5 separate regions of the Mus musculus genome follow, and regions 2, 3, 4 and 5 are each linked to region 1. A link is a contact called in public HiChIP or PLAC-seq, capture Hi-C and promoter capture Hi-C data. All regions are on one chromosome and are shown on one strand. Each heading gives the region's core, a stretch centred on a gene start, on an enhancer-like site or on the middle of the called end of the contact. The rest is flanking DNA. Distances are from core to core; before and after follow the strand shown. Region 1 overlaps Rnf220 (ring finger protein 220). Region 2 holds the start of Artn (artemin). Region 3 holds the start of B4galt2 (UDP-Gal:betaGlcNAc beta 1,4- galactosyltransferase, polypeptide 2). Region 4 holds the start of St3gal3 (ST3 beta-galactoside alpha-2,3-sialyltransferase 3). Region 5 overlaps Ptprf (protein tyrosine phosphatase, receptor type, F).

What was found. Promoter capture Hi-C pulls out the DNA fragments that hold promoters and counts their contacts. HiChIP or PLAC-seq counts read pairs in DNA pulled down with a chosen protein or histone mark. Capture Hi-C pulls out chosen DNA fragments and counts their contacts.
Region 2: an H3K27ac HiChIP or PLAC-seq map of embryonic stem cells shows a contact between it and region 1, with 3 times the contacts expected there. The contact joins the promoter of Artn here to the enhancer-like site in region 1. A contact is called at or near these places in 1 of 39 promoter capture datasets (hippocampal neurons) and 2 of 115 datasets of contacts at active chromatin or transcription factors (embryonic stem cells and pancreatic cancer cells).
Region 3: a promoter capture Hi-C map of embryonic stem cells shows a contact between it and region 1, with 4 times the contacts expected there. The contact joins the promoter of B4galt2 here to the enhancer-like site in region 1. A contact is called at or near these places in 14 of 39 promoter capture datasets (3T3-L1-derived adipocytes, the C10 cell line, the HPC-7 cell line and 8 more), 1 of 484 Hi-C or Micro-C datasets (CD4 T cells), 8 of 115 datasets of contacts at active chromatin or transcription factors (astrocytes, bone marrow-derived macrophages, embryonic forebrain and 3 more) and 2 of 9 other capture datasets (embryonic stem cells and liver).
Region 4: a promoter capture Hi-C map of embryonic stem cells shows a contact between it and region 1, with 2.8 times the contacts expected there. The contact joins the promoter of St3gal3 here to the enhancer-like site in region 1. A contact is called at or near these places in 10 of 39 promoter capture datasets (the 3T3-L1 cell line, 3T3-L1-derived adipocytes, the C10 cell line and 6 more), 1 of 484 Hi-C or Micro-C datasets (embryonic stem cells), 1 of 115 datasets of contacts at active chromatin or transcription factors (embryonic limb bud) and 1 of 9 other capture datasets (macrophages).
Region 5: a capture Hi-C map of embryonic stem cells shows a contact between it and region 1, with 3 times the contacts expected there. The contact joins two enhancer-like sites. A contact is called at or near these places in 1 of 115 datasets of contacts at active chromatin or transcription factors (embryonic stem cells) and 1 of 9 other capture datasets (embryonic stem cells).

The regions. Positions count from the first base shown.
Region 1 is chr4:117,282,220-117,284,919 of GRCm38.p6, forward strand. The region is part of intron 8 of Rnf220 (ring finger protein 220); the gene reads right to left. Among named protein-coding and RNA genes, the nearest start is that of Gm12843, 5.8 kb to the right of the region's middle. Within about 2 kb of position 1,287, at least 55 of the 459 cell types and tissues checked have an H3K27ac peak or open chromatin away from gene starts, as enhancers often do. A contact at or near this core is called in embryonic stem cells and forebrain, where this site is marked.
Region 2 is chr4:117,928,326-117,931,025 of GRCm38.p6, forward strand. It overlaps Artn (artemin), which reads right to left and starts at 1,438. Exons shown (of 5, transcript NM_009711.4): 1 at 1,061-1,438; 2 at 694-927.
Region 3 is chr4:117,882,221-117,884,920 of GRCm38.p6, forward strand. It overlaps B4galt2 (UDP-Gal:betaGlcNAc beta 1,4- galactosyltransferase, polypeptide 2), which reads right to left and starts at 1,256. Exons shown (of 8, transcript NM_017377.5): 1 at 882-1,256. It overlaps Atp6v0b (ATPase, H+ transporting, lysosomal V0 subunit B), which reads right to left. Exons shown (of 8, transcript NM_033617.3): 8 at 2,110-2,421. The coding sequence ends at 2,395. Gm12841 (predicted gene 12841) reads left to right here and starts at 1,330. Exons shown (of 4, transcript NR_168719.1): 1 at 1,330-1,495.
Region 4 is chr4:118,133,665-118,136,364 of GRCm38.p6, forward strand. St3gal3 (ST3 beta-galactoside alpha-2,3-sialyltransferase 3) reads right to left here and starts at 1,282. Exons shown (of 12, transcript NM_009176.5): 1 at 726-1,282.
Region 5 is chr4:118,228,299-118,230,998 of GRCm38.p6, forward strand. It overlaps Ptprf (protein tyrosine phosphatase, receptor type, F), which reads right to left. Exons shown (of 33, transcript NM_011213.2): 13 at 2,397-2,590. Among named protein-coding and RNA genes, the nearest start is that of Mir7226, 19 kb to the left of the region's middle. Within about 2 kb of position 1,298, at least 43 of the 459 cell types and tissues checked have an H3K27ac peak or open chromatin away from gene starts, as enhancers often do. A contact at or near this core is called in embryonic stem cells, where this site is marked.

The sequences.
Region 1 (2,700 bases), core at 37-2,536:
AGCCACCTTATTTAAAACTAATCTTTTCCACATCCTTTTGAGCAGACTGATCCTTCTAGTTGTACTGAGTTCTGGCTTCCCCAAGTCTGGACAAGTGAATTCTTACTGGCAACCGATACAAGGGAGGACTTACAGCCCAGCACCCCACACCTCTAAGACAGAGGAGGTAGGGAATAAGAGGAAAATCGAGCCCTTACTCATTGGTCACATGGCTCCTTGAGGATGGAGGTCACATGGTCACAGTTATCCCAAGGCTGCCTCCCTTGTGGCCCATTTCTCTAGCCTGAAGACATCTCTTCTGCCTAGGTTTGGCAGAGTATCCCAGAAAAGCACCTTTTACCCTAATTGTTGTATCTTTAGATGAAGCACTGGGCCCTGGGTTCTGCCCATATGCAACACCACGAGCAGTGCAAAAGACCTGAGGTTTCAAGTGAGCAGGCGGCAGCGGAGTGCACAGCCCAGAGTGCTCTGAGACCCGAGGGTCAGACGAGCTGCTCTCTACAAGACTTTCCTCATTTCCCCAGGCTTTATTTCTGTTTCTTAATCTGTTTGTACTGGGAGGCAGAGGCAGATGAAACTCGAGTCTGAGGCCAGTGTGGTCTACACAGCGAGTTCCAGGTCAGCTGGGGTGACATAGTGAGATCTCCTCTCTAAATAAATAAGAATCTATTTGTAGACCGACCTCCCTCGACGTTCTCTTGCTCTCTTTTGTCCTGAGACATTGACCCTCCTTGTCATTAACCCCAGGCTCTCAAGCTCACAGCCTGTTCTTCTGAGCCAAGTGTCTTCACCATGACTCTTGCTAGACCACTGCCTAGATTACATTCAAGGCAGCCGGTCTGACCATGTAGGAAGCTCTGTTGAGGATGACGAGGGGACCCTAGTCTGGGAGGGGGGACAGAGGAATGAAGGGATGCAGGGACTTATCACAGTTCTTCAACTCTTTCATATCTAACAAGGACAGCAATCTCTGCTGTCAGCATGCACAGGACGGCTTAAATGGGCCTCGCTACTCTCCTGCTCATCCTGCCTCTGCCTCCCTCTCTGAAGTCGGCCGGGCAGCTTCTTCGGCTGGCGTTATCACTCCCTCTAACCGGTCTTGGCAGGCAATCTAATTCCTCCTGAAAAGGTCACCGCCATTTTAACTGCCTTTCAATCACATTAAGCAGGAGCTGCCCAGCTTGCGGCCCAGCCCGCCCGGCGGCGATCAATGCACTGCACTGACACCAGCAGCCTGGCAGGGCCACACCCAACCCCCCCCCCCAAGAGTTGGGCCTATTGGTCCTGGCCAGGGAGGGTCGGCTGACAGATGGCCAGCTTTTGCAGATGGGCTTCAGGGGCAGAGGCAGTCAGGATCAGCCAGGGCCTCTCTTTGATAGCCCCTCCCATTGAGGAGGCTCCACTTTCTGCCTCGTGGCCCCCGCTGATCTCGCTGTAAAACAGCCTTTCAAGTTAGCCTGTCTTTTGACTGCACTAAGCTGTTTAAGAGGCGGCAGCAGCTTCTATCAGGAAAGCTGGAGCAATTCTCTGCAGATAAAGGCCCCTCCGGCCCCATTCCCTCTTCAAGTCTCATTCTCGCTCTCCAAATCGCTCAAAGAAAAGCCCTCTTTGAACTCTCCTCAGGAATTCTTGAAAGGATCAACCTCGCAGTGTAAACACACCCAGAAAGATGATACCTACCCGAGGCCCGAGAGCCTCTGACACCCATCTGCTGGCACATCCCATGCAGAAATGGCTTTGCTTAAGCAGTGGGCCCTGTGCAGCCTGACCCATTCAGACACTCCAGGAGCCCAAGAGCCACAGGGTCCTGTTCCTTGCCAAGAAACCTAAGCAGCAGCTGCAGTTGGTGTGAACAGTTGCAACTGACAGCAGAGCTAATCTAGAACAGCCTTCCAGAACTGACTCAGCAAGACTGCCTTCTAAACCTGGTCACACACCCTAGCATCCATGTGCCTCATTCCTGGGCTCATGAGCGCCATCCTTCATTCTTGAGAGGCTTCAGACCTGCTAGAGCCCCAGGACAGAAATGCTCTGTGCAATGACAACTAAGGCTGCTTACCTAGGGGGTGGCAACAGTTTGGTTTAACCCTCCTGATTTACGCTCTGACTTGTCTTCAGACTGGTGGGCACCATGCAACAAGCTCAGAGGCACAGTGCCCATCTGCACTGGATGGCACTGCAGAGACTTGATCTCACCGGAGACCAGGTGTCATGGCTCTACGGAGGCAAAGGCCCTCCTTCGAGCCTGCTGAGAGATCCCCCAAAGACCACACACAGTGGCCATCTCAAGGGTGTTGCCCAGAAAAACAGGAGGCAGATGGGATGCAGCCTGGCTCTCTTAATGACCACAAACTGCAGTGCCAGCTGTGCTTTACACAGAAAGAGTTAGAAGCCAAGAAGCAGGTACCTCTTTCTCTTGCCCATGGTGACAGAGCTTGACAAGAGGACACTGACCCTGGGCACCTAACCAATTCTTCTGTCTCATCTAGGGAGCCAACCCTTGTCTCAGGAGCTAGGAAGGGAGCAGAGACGGGTAGGGCCCTGAAGACTCTTCGGCAGCGATTGGGGAGAGCCCAAGGGAAGCAGGGAGCAGCTGAGCCCAGGCCCCTCTTCCTTCAGGGCAGAGGGCGCCATGGGAGAAGAGATGGGATCAGAGCTAAAATTAGATTCACCAATGAAGCTCATGGGAGGTCAAATTTT
Region 2 (2,700 bases), core at 188-2,687, 650 kb after region 1:
GGACCATGGCTTCCTGTGGCCACCAGGGGGCAGAGCTTGTCAAGCCTGCGGATTTAAGGGGAGGGGGCTTTTGCACACGCTCTGCACATTTAGGTCTGAGCCATTGCCAGAAGGACCAGCTAGTCCTTCACACCAACCTGGTCTCAGAGGGCTGAACCACTCCGAGATCCGGCCCAAGCCTGGACCATCTGCCTCCTGTGGATCTGGCCCCCTAGCCTTGCTCCTAGGAGTTTCCCCCATAAACCATCCTTCCTGACCCCAGCCCGCACCTCCAGTCTTTGTGAACCACTGCTCTTGGACCCCTAGAACTTTTAAGAATTCTCATTAGTTAGTCTCTTCTTGGGTCCCAGATGTAACCCTCCATCCTTTTGCTGGCACACAGAATACATGGAGAGGGGGAGCGACATATGATGACTCCAGGATAAGACACACACCTCCCAGGCCTTTATCTAGTTCCTCCAGAGCTAGGCGTGTGCCCGTTGGCTAACTAGATTAAAATCCCTAGAGACCAGACTGGCTACTATTCTCTCAGATGGAGGGAAAGTCAGACAAGGCAGCCCTGGGATATCTGCGCTAGGGGGAGCCTAGGAGCAAGTCCCTCGAGGACAGCTCTGACCAATTTCTCCTTTCTTACCATTTGGGATATTTGGTCCTCCAGCCCTTGCCACCCCTATCCACCAGCCCTATACTCACCAAAGGGGTCCTGGTCCGTGTCCTTCTAGGCGCCTCTCCTGGGACCAGTGCTGGGCTTTCCCCCGAAGCTCAAGTGGATCATGCCCAGAGTTGTGCACCTGGCAGCGCCTCTTTTAGTTAAAAGTGGGGCCTTGGCAGCCGGTCTGTGCCCTGTGGCGGCAGCGGGAGCCTCACATTACAGCCAGCCAGGAGGGTTAACACAGTCCAAGAAGCTAGCGACAAGAACTGGAGGGGCTGGGAGGGGCAAAGAGCTGCGCTGAGGGCCCAGAAGAGAGAGGCTGAGAGAAAAGTGGGGAGGAAGACCTTTCTGCCCTTTCTCCTGCCCTTTGAGCGTCCATCAAGGGGATGGGCAAGAAGGCTGGCTTACCTTGGGTGCAGGGCTCCAAGCCCCAGTCGCAGCGAGGGCTGGGGCCCGAGGGACTTGTTGCTGGCAGAGCCCGCGGGCCGCATCTGGGGGCCGAGCCCAACTCCATCCCTCAGCAGCCTCCTGCCCGCCGCCGTCCGGTGTCAAATTCCAGCCCCGGCGTCACCAGATCCCGGGGTGGGGCCCAGAGCGCCCCCGCCCCGCCCCACCTTTCAGGGCTCACCTGGCCGCTCCACCCTCCGGATCCGGTCCCCGCTGGCTAGGCTAGGTCCCTCTAGGTGGGGGCTAGACATTTGGAGAAGACCCCAGGAGGCAGAGTAGAGATCGCGGGCTGCAGCGAGACGCTGAAACTGGGAATTCGAAGTTGGTAGTCAAGCAAAGTAGGGAACTGGGAGGCCTGGCCGAGGGCGGGAGAGCGCGAGGGAGGGCGGCGAAGGAGGGGCAGCCTGAAGGAGAGTTCCAACTTGGGCTGCGCAGACATGGGGGTTCTGGCTAGCTACTCTGTATCCTCAAGTGGTGACTCCGGGACCCTCAGAAGGTTCAGCTGCCTCGGAGCGACAGGGCTCTGCGTTGGGCTCCCACGGTCCAAGGATACCCTGTTTGCTCAGTTTTAGGGTCGGGGCCTCAGAGGGACTCGCGCACATCCAGTGAAGGCAGTGAATGATTGTGTGTGTGTTGGGGGTGGGGGGTGGGTGCGACCAGGGATGAAGAATCAGAGGACCTCAGAGTATTGAACTGGAGTCTGAGATGCGATGAGGCAATTTGGCAGGTGTCTGGAGGTTGGTTGATGGCCATGATCAGAATTGTTCTACCAACTAGTCTGGAGTTCATCACGAAGATGCTGGAAACTACTGACCTAGTCTGAGTGTGGTCATTTTCGTTGAATGCCTGCACTGGAGAGAGTGTGGTTTTGAGACAAGCAAGACAGAAGAGGGATGCAGGCTGCTGGGGACAATAAGATAAACCCTGAGCAGGGTTGTGGGGAGTTGGGGGTTCCAGGACCCAATCCCCTACATTCCTTTTTGCCTGATTGGACAAAGTGAGGTGGTAAAATTCTAGGAACTGGCTTTCCCTAGGAGAGGGTCAGATGTGGGGTTGGCGGTTGGGGGAGGGGGACATGTGAAACCAGTGTTGGACATGCTGAATTAGAAGGGTCTGTGGACTCTCCTGCTAGAAATGCCCCAGAAGCAGCTAAATTTGTAGCCGGGAGTAAAGTGAAGGCAGTTGGGCTAATGATGACAACTTGGTATTTGCCAACCAATACGTGCAAAAACAGATGCTGAGAGTGGGGAAGGGTACCCAGTGCATGGACCCGATGTGCCCTGATCATGTACCAGCACCTCTGTGGACCTTGAAGAACTACCCATGGGGCTGGAGAGACAGCTCAGTGGGTAAGAGCACTGAACTGCTCTCCCCAAGGTCCTTAGTTCAATTCCCAGCAACCACATGGTGGCTCACAACCATCTGTAATGGGATCTGATGCCCTCTTCTGGTGTATCTGAAGAGAGCAATGGTGTACTCATATATATATATAATAAATCTTAAAAGGAGAAGGAGGAGGAGGGGGAGGGGGAGGGGGAGGAGGAGAAGGAGGAGGAGGAGGAGGAGAAAGAATGGAAGAAAGGAAGAAAAGAACTACCCAC
Region 3 (2,700 bases), core at 6-2,505, 600 kb after region 1:
CCAACTAGGACCAGGCTGAGAAGGAGCCTTCAGCACTCAAGAGTGCCCTCCACCCAAAAAGGAGAGATGTTTAAACAGGTCCTTCCCACTGGAACAAGGGGCAAGAGCATACCCCGTGGGGCAAGCAATAGAGAGCCCCTCACCTAAGATTTCAGGCTAGCTAGCTAGCTCTGGAGCCTGATTAGCAAAGCTAGTTCTGATTCCTGAAATGGGGTACACTTGGACCCTAGAGGAGTAAAGTTCATACACTGGCAGAGGTGGTGGGGGCTGGGGGTGCCCTTGCTCGAACCAGGTCTCCCCTGTAGTTCCAAAAGGTCAAAAAATACTTCTGGCCATGCTCCTGAGAGCAGAATATCTCAAACAGTCACAAAATCACATAGACTGCTTTAGTACCAGCAGTCGGCATCCACACTCAAGGGACACACAGAGACCTACATATAGAGCTAGACACACTTGGGGTGACAGTAACATACGGAGCCACATATATCAACAAACCGCGGCTCGGACTTATACAAGCGTAGCCATACACCCAGACCCACGTGCAAGTATTCCCAACCCCTCCCTCCAGGGCAGGGGCTCTGGGTCAGGCTAGCCACCAAACTGAGGGGTGCGTCTGGGCGGGGCTGGGAGGCTGAACACGTGGCACCTCGGGACGGGGGAGGCAGTAGGACAGGTGGGTGTGGAGCCCTGGGGAGGGGTGCATGCAGTGGGGGATGTGGAAGTGGGGCCGGGGCCGAGCGCCTCTGCGAGACACAAGGCCGGGGCGAGCGAGGACAATGAGGGAGGCCGGATGGGGGCGGACGCCGGAGCCCAGGAGGCTAGCGGGATGGGGGTAGGGTGGGGTGCAGCCAGGCCGGGGGCAGCGCCGGTGCCTCGCTCACCGGGTCCTGGGCTGGGATCTGTGACGGCGCGCGGGCGGCCCCCTAGCCGGGCCGGGTCTGGAATGTCGGGGCCCTGGGTGGGGGGCCGCGCGCGCCCTCCTCTCTCGCAGCGCTCGGGGCTCAGCAGGGGGCGCCGCTCCAGCTCGGGTAGGGATCCCGGCTCCAGCAGCTGTGGACGGCTCTGTCCCCCATGGCCCGGCCCCACCGCCCGGTCAGCGGTCCCCGAGGCTCCGGGGCCACCTCCCGCCGCCGCCGCGGGCCATGGAGCCGAGCCGCCCCGGGAGGCAGGGCGGGGCCCGGCAGACCCACGGACCGGCGGACCGACGGACCACTGCGCTGCCGCCTCCCTCCCGCGCTACGGCTCCTCGGAGGGGCAGGCCAGGCCGGCGCGCCCGCGCGCGCGCCCCCGCGGCCCCCGCCTCCAGTGCGCCCGCACGCGCCGCGCGCCGCTCCGCCGCCCGCCCCTGCCGTTGGCCCTGCGCGGCCCAGCCAGCGGGGAGGTGCGTTTGCGGATGCCTGAGACCCAGGAAGGACGCAGGAATCCATCAGGTTCCTCCATCAGCTTGCTTTAGGGATGGGAAGAGACCAGGAGCCGGATGGCTAAGGCCCTTCAGGTATTTGGGACGGGGTCTGGATAGTGGGCAATTCAGAGGGTTAGGGCCTTGCCAACTCTTTCCTGGGAGCATGAGTCAAGGTCAGCCAACCAGGGCTGCCTGCTGGGTAAGACCCCTAAAGGTGTTGACTGAAAAGGACTTATTAGGTAAAAGCAGGTTGGGTAAGATTTAGGGTGGTGTTGGAATCAAGAATTGTATAGGAATAGGCGGAGCTGAACAAGGCCCTAGGAACTAAGACCATAGAAGAGGTTTCTGGAAGGGTTAGGTGTTCATACTGGACTATCAAATGTAAAACACTGTTCTCCAGGAAAATCCAGGTGCGGGGAGTTTCAGGAGTATAGCGACAGAGAGGAGAATTAGCTGTAGTGAGTTTGGGTCTAGTGCACAGGGGTCCAAAGACATAGGGCTAGGAGGATCTCAGAGCCCAGACTCTTCAATGAAGAGGTGCCAGCATTACAGCCAGCCTAGCACCCTGATCTGCCACCCAGGAGCCAGCAAGGTCCAGAGCAGAGATGATGTGTAGACAGAAAGTTACAGGAGGTTGGAGTGAGTGAACAGGTCCTCCCCTTCCTTTGTGAAAGGTGTCGCAAGGGGCCAACAGAAGCCTCACTGACTGGGACAAATACCAAGTTTATTTCACAAACACTAGGAAGATGGGCTGGATGGGGGTTGAGGGGGGCACAGGTGCACAGCTGTACACAGTCACCATCAGCAGCCCACTCCCCACACTGGGGTTCAGTCTGGACTGCAATGCCTCCAGAGTCAACAGGCAGCAAGAGGTGAGTGCAGGGGAGACCCTGAACACCAAGCCCCAGAAAGGCTGAGGGACACAGCTCCAGCTGTCCCAGGAAAACCAGCAATAAATAACAGTAGGGCACGGCCCCACCCATACAGGTCATCTAGTCACCCATCTTCACTCTGGAGGTCTGCAAAGGAAAAACAGGACAAATCAGGCAGGGACAGTGACCAGTGACAAGACCAGAACCAGCAGGCCAGTGGGTGGACAGACGGACAGACACACTATGACAGACAAACAGACATGGACAGTAACAAAGGAGCTCAGCTGTACAACAGAGAAGACAAGTCCCATGGACAGTGTTAGTGTCGCCAAGAGTCAGCCCAGTCAAGCACCCAAGTCACAAACTCACACACTGGAAAATATGAATTTAGACATGCTAGTCTACTGACAAGTGTGTCATACATAC
Region 4 (2,700 bases), core at 32-2,531, 850 kb after region 1:
GGAGCAACCAACACCACTTTATATTTCAAAATGTCTGTTATTTTAGGAGACTATATGAAACTCCCATCTGGTCATAAGGTTTTACTCCAATTTTTAATCCTCCAATCTTTCTTCTTTTCCTTTCTTCAGTCTTTTGAGACTGGGTCTTGCTATGTGGCTCTTGTTGACACGGTTTTATTATTCTATGTAGCCCAGGCTGGCCTCTGAAGCAATCCTCCTGCTTCAGCTTCTGAGTGCTATTACAGGTGTGCACCTACTACCCCGGGATCCAATTCCTCTGAGTCTTTAATTGAAAGTTTAGGGACACAAGTGGAATTGTCATGATGTCTACTGTGCTACATGTCAGGAACCTAACTCTAACTCGTGGCTTTTCCTTCCTTCTCAGCCCATTATCTATAGTGCTAATAATTCAAAGGACCTCAGAGAAATGTGTTAAGCACTCTTTGCTTTCTGGGATAGCAGCCGGCTCCCTTCATCGGTCACTCCCTAGGTTAATTACAGTGACTCAGTTTTACCACCTCCCCGTACTCTAGAGAAACAGACAAAAATTAAATTTATTGAGGAATCATAAAAATGGGTGCTACTGTAAAAAGGAGTCTAAACACATCTGTGGGACATCCGCCTAACCAAATCTACCGTCCTCACTAAGCTTTTCTCTCGCAAACAAGACCACTGAGAAGACAATGAGGAAGCACTCCAGAAGAAAGGGTAGCGAGAAGACGTACTTTGATAAACTGACCCGGTCGCTCCGAGGAGGATCTGGCCCCGGGGAAGGCAGAGATGACAACCGCTACTCTTGGTGACTCCCGCTAGGCTTTCCCCGGACTTTCTTGCGCTTGTCCCACAGCGGGTCCCGGGTGACCGTGACCCTCCTTTGCGCTCAGACTCGCGCGCCTGGGACACTGCACACAGGTGACCTCGGCGCGCTCGGCCCGGCTCGCGCGGCCCTCTGGCAGGCCTGGCCCCCACCCGGGCCCGGGCTTTGGTCCCCAGCGCGGCTCGGGCCGGTCTGGCCGGGGGAGGGGCGCGGCGGCCGAGAGCTGCTTCGGGGACGCAGGGCAGGCCTTACCGCAGCAGAGAGGGAGGCCGGGGGCGGGTGGCGCCAGGGCGCACGCAGAGCGCGGAGGCAATTGCAGCGCGAATAGCGGGGACAGCCGAGGGGACCCCAGAGGGAGCCCAGGACGCGGCAAGCTGCACGGGCGCCGCCATGGTGGGGACGCAGCGGCGGGACCACCAATCCTGCGGTCCGCCTCGGCGGCCGCGCCGGGGGTCGGGCATCAGCAGCCAATGGGAGCACCGGAACCGGGCGGGGCGCCAGGCAGGCCAATGCGAGGCTTCGCCGCAGGGTTGGGCGGGCCCGGACCCCGGAGACCCAATGGAAGCCAGAGGCCGAATCCATCCCCTCCCCATCCCCGGGCTATAGCTGGGGCTTGGGAGGAGCGCTGCGTGGAGCTGCGGTGCGTGGGGCTGCCCGGCTGCGGTCAGGTTTCCTCTGCTTCCCAGAGGAAGTCTTCTGTCCCTACTTCACCACTCTGCTGTCAGCCCCTGACGCTGGTGGTAACCTCTAGAACGCCTTCTGAAGCCCTATCCAATCCCGTGAGGGTAAGAGGCCTGCTAAGTTCAGGCGTGACCTCGAAGAAAGGTCGCAGATAGGCCACAAAGCCACCCCACATACCCAGTTCAGGAGGTCGCGCCCTCATTCTGCAGCGGAGTGCATTATCCTAAGGCAGAATTTAATACAGAATTTTCCCAAAGAGGAGGTGGGGACATAACTTGGCACTCTCAGATGCCAATCTTATACAAGGTATACAAGACATAAGTTTCTGCTTTGGCAAAAAGCTGAAGTGCAGTCTTTGGCTGTGGTGGGTCATGAACCCAGACTAGACTACACTGGCCAGGAAGTGCCTAAGGCAGACCCAACTTTGAAGTTGAGCAAGTTTAAAGCCCCAGGCCATCCCCAGCACCAGAAAAAAAAAAAAAAACAAAAACAAAACCACAGGCCAGTTTTATGAGACTTGGGAAAGTCCCATAGCTTTTTATGAACTGGGAATTTTCTTATAATAGGCCAAAAATATTTTTGAATGGTTGACTTAACTAATCATGGTAGTGGTGGTACGTACTTAACTACTCTCTAAACTGAAGCAGGATTAAACATTCAACAACTTTGTGGGTCTCAGTATCTTTGGGTTTTGTTTTGGTTTATTTTGTTTTTGTTTTAGTGTCTGCATGAATGTATGTCCCAGTGCCTGTGTATCCCAGAAGGCCTCATAGCCCCTGGAACTAGAGTTACAGACAGTTGCAAGCCACCAAGTGGACAGTGACAACTGAACCTGGGTTCCCCAGAAAAGTATTCTTAAGGGCTAAACTATCTCTCCATCCCACAGTGGGCTCTTCTTAGGGACAAAAAAGTAGAGAGGGCTGTCGGGTATAGCTTGGCAGTAGTACGTTTGCCTCAAACATTCAAAGGCTTGAATTCAATCCTCAACTCCCATAGAGCTGGGATTACACCAGGCACGAGATTATCCGGTCCTTTAGCAAGGCTGAGGTAATGAGACTCATGGGGAGGAACTACGGGTGCCTGAGGAAGTTAAGTTTTCCTCTCTTCCACGAACGCTCAGCCCCAGCCATTTTCCCCTGAAAATCCCCGAGTGAAGAACAGAGGGGCAACCTTCTTTCCTTGGCTCCAAGGATTTAGCTGTG
Region 5 (2,700 bases), core at 48-2,547, 950 kb after region 1:
CCATCCATGCATCCTGCTTTCAGCTGAGACACTAAATTAGAGTCACCTGAGCTGAGTGTCCTAGAACACAAGTGCTGGACTTACCGCTGGAGTGGGCCAAGAGTCAGGCTTGCCAGAGAGATAATAAAGGGTAAGTAGCCAGCTCAGAGCCTGGGCATTACCCCAAAGCCACAAGGAGACCCCACACCCCTGATTTCGATTCTACAGGTGCCTGGAGTCAAAATAGGAAAACTAGTTTCTTGGCTGGCAGTGGTAAATTCTAATGCCAGCGTGCACTGGTATGCTGGGTGAACAGGTATATGGAGTGAGGACTCTAATGTGAAGCCTTGTGGTCTTGAAACTAGGAGTTGGCTAGTGAGGGACAGGCCCTGTTTGGAGTCCTCTAGCCAGATCACCCTCATATAAGCTGGTCTGGCCTGTCCACTAGCCTGGTGCTGGAGTGGCCTGAGCTCCTGCTATTTGAGACAGTTCTGTCACAGTCTTTGCGACAGAATATAGAGAGGCTATAGAGTCCTGGAATTATCAGAGCGGGCTGGAACCAGGTCTAGTTAGGATTCCTTACTTGAGGGGAGCCCTGGTGTGAAGCTATCGCAGGTAGCCCCTCCTATGTCAGGTAGTGAGAGGAAAAAGACAGAGGGGTAGGTGGGAAAGGAAGAGGCTGTAAGAGGAGTAGGGAGAGGAGAGAAGGAAAAGGGGATGGAGAGTAGCTAGACTAAACTCCTACAGTGAGAGAAAAGACAAAAGGAAGGGACAAAAAGGGGGCGGAGGGTGGCGAGTCTCATCTAGAGGGAGCACAGGGGAGGCAGGCTGGGCTATGCACATCTGGTGGGGATACACACCACATGCTTCTTTCTGATCTTACTGGGGCCCAGGGCTGCACAGATGGTTCTATTGGGTGGATAAGGGCAGGCTGGGGTGTCCTTGAAAAGAGTCACACAGGGGATACCTAGGCCCTGGGGCCAGGCTGGATAAGTGCACCATCTGGTCTCCCACTGGCCCAAAGCAGAATGACAAAGTCCCAGGGGGTGGAAGGCTACAAGGGCAGGCCTTGTCTTCCGTGGCCTCCCTGGAGCCTGCTTGGGCATATTCCTTGTAAAGAACACAAATATGGGGACAATGTCCCTGGTCTTATTACCCAACCCCCTTCAAACTCTTGGGGACCAGCACACAAAAGTACTCGAAGTGACTTTCCTGAAACCACAGAGGCTGCAGCTGTGGCGCCAGACTCCTAGGATGGGAGGGGCTGGATGGAGTCATTCTCTGGATGTTTCTGAGCGGGTGTGTCTGCTGAGACTTTGTGAGGAGCCCTCAACCTGCCCCAGGAATGCAGGCTGATGAACACACCCACCTCCCCCACCCTTGGGTCCTTCAGCATAGACAGGTTGGGAGAAGAAAGAGGGTACCCTCTGGGTAGAAAAGAATTTTGGCTCAGAGGGTGGAGCTTAGCCAAAGGTATGAAAGCAGTTTGTCTGTGTGGGGGTTCATCCCTCAGCACAGCCTGCAGAATATGGGGTTCCCACTTGGTTGGGGAGGGAATCTAGGATCTTTCTGTTGGGACTTGAAGCTGGCCCAAGAATCATCAGGACCTGGTTCTAGACAGGGAGACCAAGGACAGACAACACAGTTTTTCCTATACTTGATTAGTCCTTTCCCAGGGTAGAGACTTGGTTCCTCTCCAATCCCTGCCACCTACATGCTGGCTCATTCTGGCCACACATATAATCTCACAGTATTCGGTGCTCCTTGATGGACTAGCAAGGTGGGGGTCAGAATACTGACCTCACTGTAAGCCTGTGGGCAGATGCCCCAGGAAGACAGAAGCTTCCAACAGAAAAGGGCTGGCAGGTCCAGCCCTGGAGAGAAACACTCAGGTCAAGAGCAGAGTGACACTCAGGTCATTATTTGCAGAGCTTTGCCTCAGTCACTGGCTTGAGGCCATGGAGGATGGAGAAAAGTCTTGTCTGCCCCTGGCTGTGCAGTCCAGGTGATGCTAAGAACAGTATTGCCTGGGACAGCAGTTCAGCTCAAAGCCACAGCAAATGTGCTTTCTGCAAACCACAAGGATGAAGCCAGTGTGCTGTGCAAGGAGCCTGGGGGTCTTTGGGAGCAGCCCCGTGAGCACTGGCAACTAAGACTGCTACCTGGGTGGAGGGGGTAGCAGGACCTAGGTTAGCACAGCTTAACAATCCTAACAGAAGAACAAAGTCTCTGGAACATGAGCCTCACCTCCCGATCTCAATAACTCCTGCCCAGACAGTCCAAGGCAGCTCCAATGACCATAAAAGGCATAACCACCTCTGAGGGCAGGCATTGGAGGGACAAATCTGGGCTCTAGGGGGTCACTGTGACACACTGGTCACTGTTTACCCTGCCACCTAGCACCGTCAATGACATACCTGAGCCTCAGCCAGCATGACATCCTGGATGATGGGTTGGCCTCGGGGCTCACCATTCTCCAACCGCACATAGGTGACCTGGTAGCCACGAATCTGTCCGTGCTGCTTGTTGGGGACGGGCAGCTTCCAGGAGACATGCACAGCAGTGGAGTTCAGAGGCTCAACCTCTACCTTCCGTGGTGGCCCGCTAGGCACTAGGGGCCAGGCAGAGAAGAGAGTCAGATATGGAGCAACAGCGCCTGGCTTAGGCACGTACAGCTAACTTTAGGGCCGTGACTCTGCACCTGCCCCCTTGGGAAAGGTT